Regions from separate parts of the Rattus norvegicus genome. Here region 1 is linked to region 2. The links are chromatin contacts, called in public Hi-C maps. All regions are on one chromosome and are shown on one strand. Each heading gives the region's core, a stretch centred on a gene start, on an enhancer-like site or on the middle of the called end of the contact. The rest is flanking DNA. Distances are from core to core; before and after follow the strand shown. Region 1 overlaps Xiap (X-linked inhibitor of apoptosis). Region 2 has its middle 32 kb from the start of Xiap.

Region 1 (4,406 bases), core at 1,459-3,958, 47 kb before region 2:
GTGAAGCTTCCAAGAGGAGCCTTTAAGTGGATATAGTAACACATCCCTGTAACACTGGCCATCAGGAGTCTGGGGCAGAAAGATGGTTGAGTTCTAGGTGAGCTTAAGACCCTTGCTTCAAAAAAATAAAAGGAAACCACTTCCTTAGGGATTAAGTCCATGCTATTGGTTTAGGGTATATAGGTTTAGAAAGCAGTATCTGAATGAATACTGCATGTACATTGTAGGATGTAGAAGAGTACAAAAGAGAGTTATCAGATGAGCTAAAAGTGAAAGACAAGTAACAACCGAGAGAAACCTGGGGGGCTGTAGAGAGCTTGGTAGGTAAAAGCACTTATCCCACAGAGTCTGTGGCTTGAGTTAAACCCTAACAATGTAACAGTAATGGTCAGAAAACAACTCCATCAAGTTGTACTTGACCTCTAATCACTCACTTTACCTATATGTGCTTCTCTCATATTGTGTATCCAGTAAAACTTACACACACACACACACACACACACACACACACACACACACACACACACACACACAGAGCTGACTAGGGTGTCTGTGTGTGTGTGTGTGTGTGTGTGTGTGTGTGTGTGTGTGTTATAATGATCACAATTATTATGCATGGTCTTTTATCTCAAAATGTCTTTAAAAGGCAGGCAGGGTGATTCATGCCTGAATCAGACTTGGAAGTTTGAGGCAGGAGGACTGCTAGGTGGTCAGGACCAACCAGGGCTATAGAGTGAGGGATATATGGTGAGACCTTACCTCAAAAAACGAACAAAAAATACAAAATCAAGAGCAAAACAAAACAAAAAAACAAAACAAAAAAAACAAACAAAGGAAGGAAGGAAGGAAAGATGGATGGAAAGAAAGGAAAGAAACTGCTAGTAGAAGAGTAGAAGGGCGAGAGTGGGTAGATGGGGGAGCACCCTAATACAGGCCAAGGGGAGGGGGGGAGAGGACAGATGGGATGGGGGCTTGTGGAGGGGGTAACCAGGAAGGGGGTATCATTTGAGATGTAAATGAATGGGATGATTAATAGCAGAAGAGGAGGAGGAAGGAAGAGCAGGAGGAGTGGTGGAAGCCAAGGTGAGACCCAGCTGATCTGCAGGCACATACATTACTCCTAAGTGAGTGTTCAGCATTAACTGTGGATATGGATGTCAAGAACAAGGTCAGCACCAAATTTCACTTAAAAAAAAAAAACAGGCAATACCTGGAAATTTTAAGCAGTTTGTAGATTACTGTAAATGTTCACAAGAGACCTGTTAACATTTTAGTAGGTCATTCAGACATCCAGGAAGACTTGATAATGATAATGATTAGTAATGATAGTTAATAATGATAACTATGTTAAAGCTATTATTTCACCTACTTAAAGCTACCTATCTTAAAGCTACTTACAACCTACTGTTTAGGATTTTTTTAAATGATTTTTAAAGATTTATTTATTTATATGTAAGTATGCTGTAGCTGTCCTCAGACACACCAGAAGAGGGCATCAGATCCCTTTACAGATGGTTGTGAGCCACCATGTGGTTGCTGGGAATCAACCTCAGGACCTCTGGAAGAGCAGCCAGTGCTCTTAACTTCGAGCTGTCTCTCCAGCCCAGTTAATTGTTTCTTAAACACATAAACTCTAGTGTGAAATAGTACTGAAAATCTCTGTACTTAAGTTTTCAAGTATTACTACTACTACTACTACTACTATTATCATTATAATTTTATTTTTGAGGGAAATGGAAAATGAGGAAGGAGGGCAGCATCCTATGTAACACAGGGCAGCCTTGAAATCCATGTCCTCCGGCTGTCATCTCCTAACTGCTGGGTTTAAGGATGTGTACCACACTGGGCTCCTGTGTATTTAAATTCTCCTATTTATTTTTTAGATGAAGGAGCTCGCACCACACCATGCATGTGGAAATCAGAGGACGATTTGCAGGAATCAGTTCCCTTCTTTCACCATGTGTGCTCAAGGGATTGAATTGAGGTCATAAGACTTGGCAGCAAAGCACATTTCACTGCTGAGCCCCTAGTGTTATCTTATCAGCCCCTATTGTTTATTTTATGTTTTTCTTTTTTAGACAAATTCGAACTATGTAGCTCTGGCTGGTCTTGAACACAGAGATCCAGCCGCCTCTGCCTCCAGAGTGCTGAGGCTAAAGATGTGCACCACCATGTGGTTACATTTTTATTTCTTTTCTTTTCTTTCTTTTTTTTTTTGTTTTTTTGTTTTTTTTGTTTTACTTTTAGAGACTGGATTTCCATGTGTAGTCGTGACTGTTCTAGACCTCACTCTGTAAACCAGAATGGCCTAGAAATCAAGAGATCCACCTGCTTCTGCCTCCTGAGGACTGGGATTAAAATAAACACAGGTATCACCATCTCTTGGCAATTCTAAATATTTAAAAGGTAAATTTCACTGTCTCTGTTAATGAGACTCCTTTACTAACAATATACCCCTATTTTCCAGGCTCGCTGGAATTCCTGGTGCTTATTTGTATATTAGTATGTCCTTGTTGTTTTGTGCTGCTGGGGAACAAACCTTCCACATACTAGGTGAGTGATCTCAGGCTGGATTAGATCCTCACCTAGGTTAGGTTTTTAACATTTTTACTTATCTTCAAAACTTTGTGTGCATGGTTGGGGAAAGGCACGTGGAGCCACAGCCTGAGTCCAGAGGTCAGAGAGGAGCTCTGTGGAGTCAGCTCTTGCTCCACCTTTACGTGGGTCCTGGCACGGCAATGCTTCACCTGCTGAGCCACCTCACTGTCAGTCCATTCTAAATTCTGAGACTGGGTAGCTGTCAGTCAGGTGGCAGACTCACCTTGACCCTGCTTTGTAGTCCAGGCAAGCCACTGACCTTGTAATCCTCCTCTTTAGCTCTCTAAGTGCTAGGATTATAGGCCTCTAGCAGCATTTCAAGCTTCCGGTGTACATTTATTTTATGGGGCAAGGAGAGTGTTGAAACAAGGTTTATTAACAACCCAGGTTTTGTCAAGAGCTAGCAATAAACTCACCATCCTCCTGCCTCAGCCTTTCATAAACTGGGATTGCAGACAACTATGCCTAACACTTTTATATTTATTTAGTGAGTTCCAGTACCATGTTTTAGATATAAAATCTACCAAAAGAAAAATAAGCTTACACAAATGAAAACCTAGTATATATTTTTACACAAAGACTTTGTATTCTCTTCTTTTTGTTGTGCTTGTTCTACTGTGGATTGGATTGGGGGCTGGTGTTCTGTCATAAAGCTACACTTCTCAGCCTGACTGGATTTTTCGTAGGATTATGCTACAAACACTATCTTAAAAAATAAACAGGAGGCATGGGAGATGACTGACCAATTAAGAGCACTGGCTGCTTTCAGAGGACCTGGGTTTAGCTCCTAGCACCAGCATGGCAGCTCACAACTGTTTGTAACTCTAGTTCCAGGAGAGCTAATGCCCTTTTCTTGCCCCTGGGGATACCATGCACTCATAGGATACAAACATATACATGTAAACAAAACACTCATACACATAAACAAAGATTAAAATTAACTATGTAGTATCTACCTGTCACTGATAGTCACTCTCCACATACACACTCAGAACACCTACTTTCTTTTTGCCATTACTTTTTTTTCTTTTTTCTTTTTCTTTTTTTTTTTTTTCCGGAGCTGGGAACCAAACCCAGGGCCCTAGCAAGCGCTCTACCACTGAGCTAAATCCCCAACCCATTGCCATTACTTTTTAATAATTACAGTACAATGCACACAAGTAATAAAATAATTACATACAGAAATTAAGAATGTAAAAAACAACGGTTCCTATGGTCTATTATGTGTGGATATGTCTATAATAATTGTGTACTATTTAAAACAATGAATAACAAACTTTTCAAGTTTGAAGGATATTTTCTCAATATGGTAAAAATATATTGAGAAGTAGCTTTGCAGGGAATGGTGGTACATACCTCTACACTCAGCCCTTGGGAGACAGAGGCAGGCAGATCTCTGTGAATTCAAGGCCAATCTGTTTTATATAGGGAGTTCCAGGACAGCTAGGGCAGCCAGAGTAAACTAGAGTTCACTCTGATAACATCATCTTACGTGTATTATTCTGTGAAAACCCTATGTTCAAATAAGGTTAAAAGCAATTAATTGTTTTACAGTGTGACTTTGACTTTTAAAACAGATATTAAGTGGACTTAAACCACCTGAACAATTCAAGTTCTCTATCTACCCACTTCTGTACCTTTAAACCTCCAGGGCCCTTCCTAGAAGCAATCACTCTCACTAGTTTCTTATTTACTCTTCCAGAAATGTTCTCGGAATACAGAATCATATATAGGCATTTTAAAAGTCTTTAGACATCTAGTAGTGGCATACACCTTTAATTCCATTTGGGAGGCAGAGGCAGGAGAAT
Region 2 (3,947 bases), core at 597-3,096:
TCATTACAGACTTCCTGTCCCCTTTTCCACAATGCTCCTTGAGCCTTGCAAGGATGATATGTCTTCTTTAGAGCCATGCCTACAACAAGCCTATGTCTTAATTGATGATAGTCACGGCATCAGAAGCCTTGGGTGCAAGCAAGAATGTAGACATCATGCTTCACACAAGGTACAGATGTTATTTTCTTAGTACGTTCATGTTCTAGAAATTGGTCTGCTTCCTCCAGCCAATACATCTGAGAGAGGGGGGGGAGGGAGAGAGAGAGAGAGGGAGAGAGGGAGGACAGAGGGAGAGAGGGAGAGAGGGAGAGAGGTAATTAGTGGTAAGTCGACAACTTTAACCTTTACACCCTGATGATTTCAGTTTTGTTACATTGTTCTTCCTGGAGGAGAGGTTCCCTTTTCTCAATCAACCCCTCTGATTTTCTTAAGTTTTAGTCTGGAACCTAGCTAAGTGGTAGAGTCTTGTGCTTACCATATTAAAACCCTGGGCATTCCATTCTCAGCACCAAAAGAAAATGTTGAGGAGAGATCTTTTCTGTGCGAGGGGAAAAAGCTCTTAAAAAGTGGTTGAAGGAATCAGAGAAAGAACTGGAAGAGCTTGAAGGGGCTCGAAACCCCGTATGTACAACAATGCCAAGCAACCAGAGCTTCCAGGGACTAAGCCACTACCTAAAGACTATACATGGACTGACCCTGGACTCTGACCTCATAGGTAGCAATGAATATCCTAGTAAGAGCACCAGTGGAAGGGGAAGCCCTGGGTCCTGCTAAGACTGAACGTGATTGTTGGGGGGAGGGCGGCAATGGGGGGAGGATGGGGAGGGGAACACCCATAAGGAAGGGGAGGGATTAGGGGGATGTTTGCCCGGAAACCGGGAAAGGGAATAACACTCGAAATGTATATAAGAAATACTCAAGTTAATAAAAAAAAAAAGTGGTTGGGCGTTACCAATGGTTACAGCCACGTCTCTGTCCAGATAGAGCAGACTAAATCAATATTTCCTCTTCTGGATGCTGTCTGAACAAGGCCCATTCCTGTTTGGGTATGCCACATGTTATAAGACATTAGGAAAAATTAAGGCTAACATTCACAAAGTCAATAACCCACAGGAAAACTGTGGATTGCTTAAAAATAAAATAACCTGTTGGAAGCCTGAAAAAAAAATGCCAATGTTAGAAAAAAAATACTAGGCACTTGAGAAATTAAATATGCAGCTTAGTTAGCTGCAAAGTCAAAGACACTATTGTAAAAAAACGGAAAAAGATGTCTTTCAAAACTGGAACTAGATTTTCTGATGGGGAGAATTGGCCGTTAGAAAAACCATGGCAGCTTGGGTACTAGGAAAATTGCACGAGCTCAGAAAGAATGATGACGTCTTTGCTTAAGACTCTCATTCTTCTTTCTGAACCATAGCTGAGAAAAATGCCAGCTGGAGAATCAGTGGGACGAAAGCGATAAAAGGGGAATTTGATGTGTGGCCAGGGGCTGGGAGTTGGGGGTTTCAGGTGGCTGGTGGCTTCCATGAAAGCGCTGCAATAAAGCTTTGTGAGAGGTGACTGAGTAAAAACGTTTCTCTTTCCTTCTCTCACAGCCTATACCTTCTCCTATGGATTCCATCCTCCCCTTGGCCTTTTCCCAAATCAGATTATTTTTGCAACTCTGCCTTGAATGTTCTTCCTGCTTCCTGACCTTATGGGGGTTCCGAAGTATGATGCCTAGAGTAAAAAGGCTTTAAGTTGGGCTTACTGTTCAGACATTAGAGTCCTCACTCAGAAGCAGTCCCGTGACATTTCTGCACCAGATTATCGGGGACCAGGAGCAGGGGAGGGACAAACAGTTGCATTGTTGGACTTTACCCCGCTCTGGTGCCGAATAGGACCATGGACTAGGCCACTTTGGCCTACAAGGGTTTAGCTGTGGGAGGCTGCCACCTGGTGGTCAGATATGGTAGGTGCAGAAGAATTCATAGGGGCCTCCCACCCTTATCATTTACTGACCATCTAATGTGAGCTATTTGCTTAAAGGAATTATCTCATTTAAACGTCACAACATTTAAATGCACCCTGGCTCACACCTATAATGCCAGCACTCAGGGAGCTGAAACAGGAGGATTGCTTAGTGTTCAGGGGAAACCTGAGCTAGAATATGACACCTTAAAAAAATGGAGGGGGCTGGAAATGCAGGTTGGCTGGTAGAATGCTTGCCTACTGTGCTTAAAGCCTTCTGTTCAATATCTGGCACTGCAGAAACCAGGCGTGGCGATGTACACCTATAATCCCAGCACTTGGAAGGTAGAGACTGGATCAGGAGTTCAAGGTCATCCTCGGCTACTTCAATTCTAGCCTGGGCTATATGAGACCATGCCTCAGAAAAGGAAAAAATAAAATAAATACCAAATCAAAAAAAATCCAATAAAAAGAAATGAAAAGAAATAAGCCTATCTCCTAGCAATTGTAGGAAGGCATGGTGGCTGAGGCCTGTAATGCCAATATTTGGGTGGCAGAAACAGAATTGCCTTGAGATCCAGGCTAGCTCAGACAACAGAGCAATACTCTTGTCTCCAAAGTCAAACCAACTCCCCTAAACGATCTCTTATTGCGGGTATCACCGTCACTTGGTACATGAATGATTTATATTAAACTGTTAAGGTAATTAAAGTTATTAATATGTAGCTCAATTGCTAGAATGCTTACCTAGCATGCTTGAAGTCCCGGGTTTGAGCCCCAGTGCCATGTAAGCTGGGAGTGGCTGCGCATGTCTGCAAGCCTGACATTTAAGGGATTGAAGTGGGAGGATCGCTGCGAGTTTGAGACCAGCTTTGACTAACATGGAGAGTTTTAGGATGATCTGGGCTACAGAGGGAGATTTTTATCCCCAAACCCAACTGACTAGTTAATTAGTGTGGTCGGTATATGGTAAATACTCAGCACAAAAGCAGGAAGTTATGTTACCTAATGCTGTTCGTTCATTTGCTTCAACTTCAGATTGTCCCGCCTACACGGGTCCTCACGATGGATTTTTTACTGATAAAAATACTGCTGTCTAGGCAGGGAGATGGCTCAGTGGGTAAAATATGTGTTGCATGGCCTGCCTTTCATCTCTAGAACCCACAAGAAGGGTGAAAGGAGAGAACGTCACAGGGTTGTTCTCAGACCTCCACATGCATACTCTGGCTTACTTGCCCAGCCCACATCGTGTGTGTACATATATACATAATAACAATGAATTAAAACCCAACTGGGTCTGGTGGCACATGCATCTAGTCCCAGAGCTCAGGAGGCTGCGGTAGGTAGATCTCAATGAGTTTGCGGTCAGCTTCATCTATATAGTGAGCTCTGGTATATGCATGCCCAGGATTCTGGCAAGGAAGACAGACTAGTGACATGTTCAATGACAGGCTGGCCAGTATTTTGCTTGACAACTTCAGTGAAGAACCAGTGTTGCACACATGAAACTCATAGAAGCAACGCTAGAAGAATTATTACACAGCAGAAGCAGCCATGATGTAGAGAATGTCAGTTTCACATCTGACATGGTTCTTTTATATAAAGAGCATAAATAAATGAGCATCTTCCATTGGAGAGAGGTGCAGGAGAAGTGGCACCTTTGATTTAGGGCTATAAGAAGATGAAGGGGTGAGAGAAGAACCATCACTAGTCAAATGATGTCTAAAAAGAAGAGGGAGGAGTTGGGATCCATCAGCAGAGAGGCTGGAGTTGCACAGATAATATCCAAGTCATTGCTGTGATTAACTCCCCTTCGTGGAAATGATGGAGTTTAGAAGGTGGGGAGTACTTTTAAAGGGCTGAAAGGTAAAAGCTTTAAAGCCTCGAAAGGAAGATGTTTGCCATCAGTAGTAAGCTACGCTTTGAATCTTGACAATTGAAAGATGTGTGTGTGTGTGTGTGTGTGTGTGTGTGTGTGTGTGTGTGTGTGTGTGTGT

The links. A called contact is a pair of places that touch in the nucleus more often than the background predicts.
Region 1: a Hi-C map of liver shows a contact between it and region 2, with 3 times the contacts expected there. The contact joins two enhancer-like sites. A contact is called at or near these places in 3 of 12 Hi-C or Micro-C datasets (hepatocytes, kidney and liver).

Annotation. Positions count from the first base shown.
Region 1 is chrX:125,776,138-125,780,543 of GRCr8, reverse strand. The region is part of intron 2 of Xiap (X-linked inhibitor of apoptosis); the gene reads right to left. Among named protein-coding and RNA genes, the nearest start is that of Xiap, 15 kb to the right of the region's middle. Within about 2 kb of position 2,708, at least 2 of the 93 cell types and tissues checked have an H3K27ac peak or open chromatin away from gene starts, as enhancers often do. A contact at or near this core is called in hepatocytes and liver, where this site is marked.
Region 2 is chrX:125,729,175-125,733,121 of GRCr8, reverse strand. No RefSeq gene overlaps it. Among named protein-coding and RNA genes, the nearest start is that of Xiap, 32 kb to the left of the region's middle. Within about 2 kb of position 1,846, at least 10 of the 93 cell types and tissues checked have an H3K27ac peak or open chromatin away from gene starts, as enhancers often do. A contact at or near this core is called in hepatocytes and liver, where this site is marked.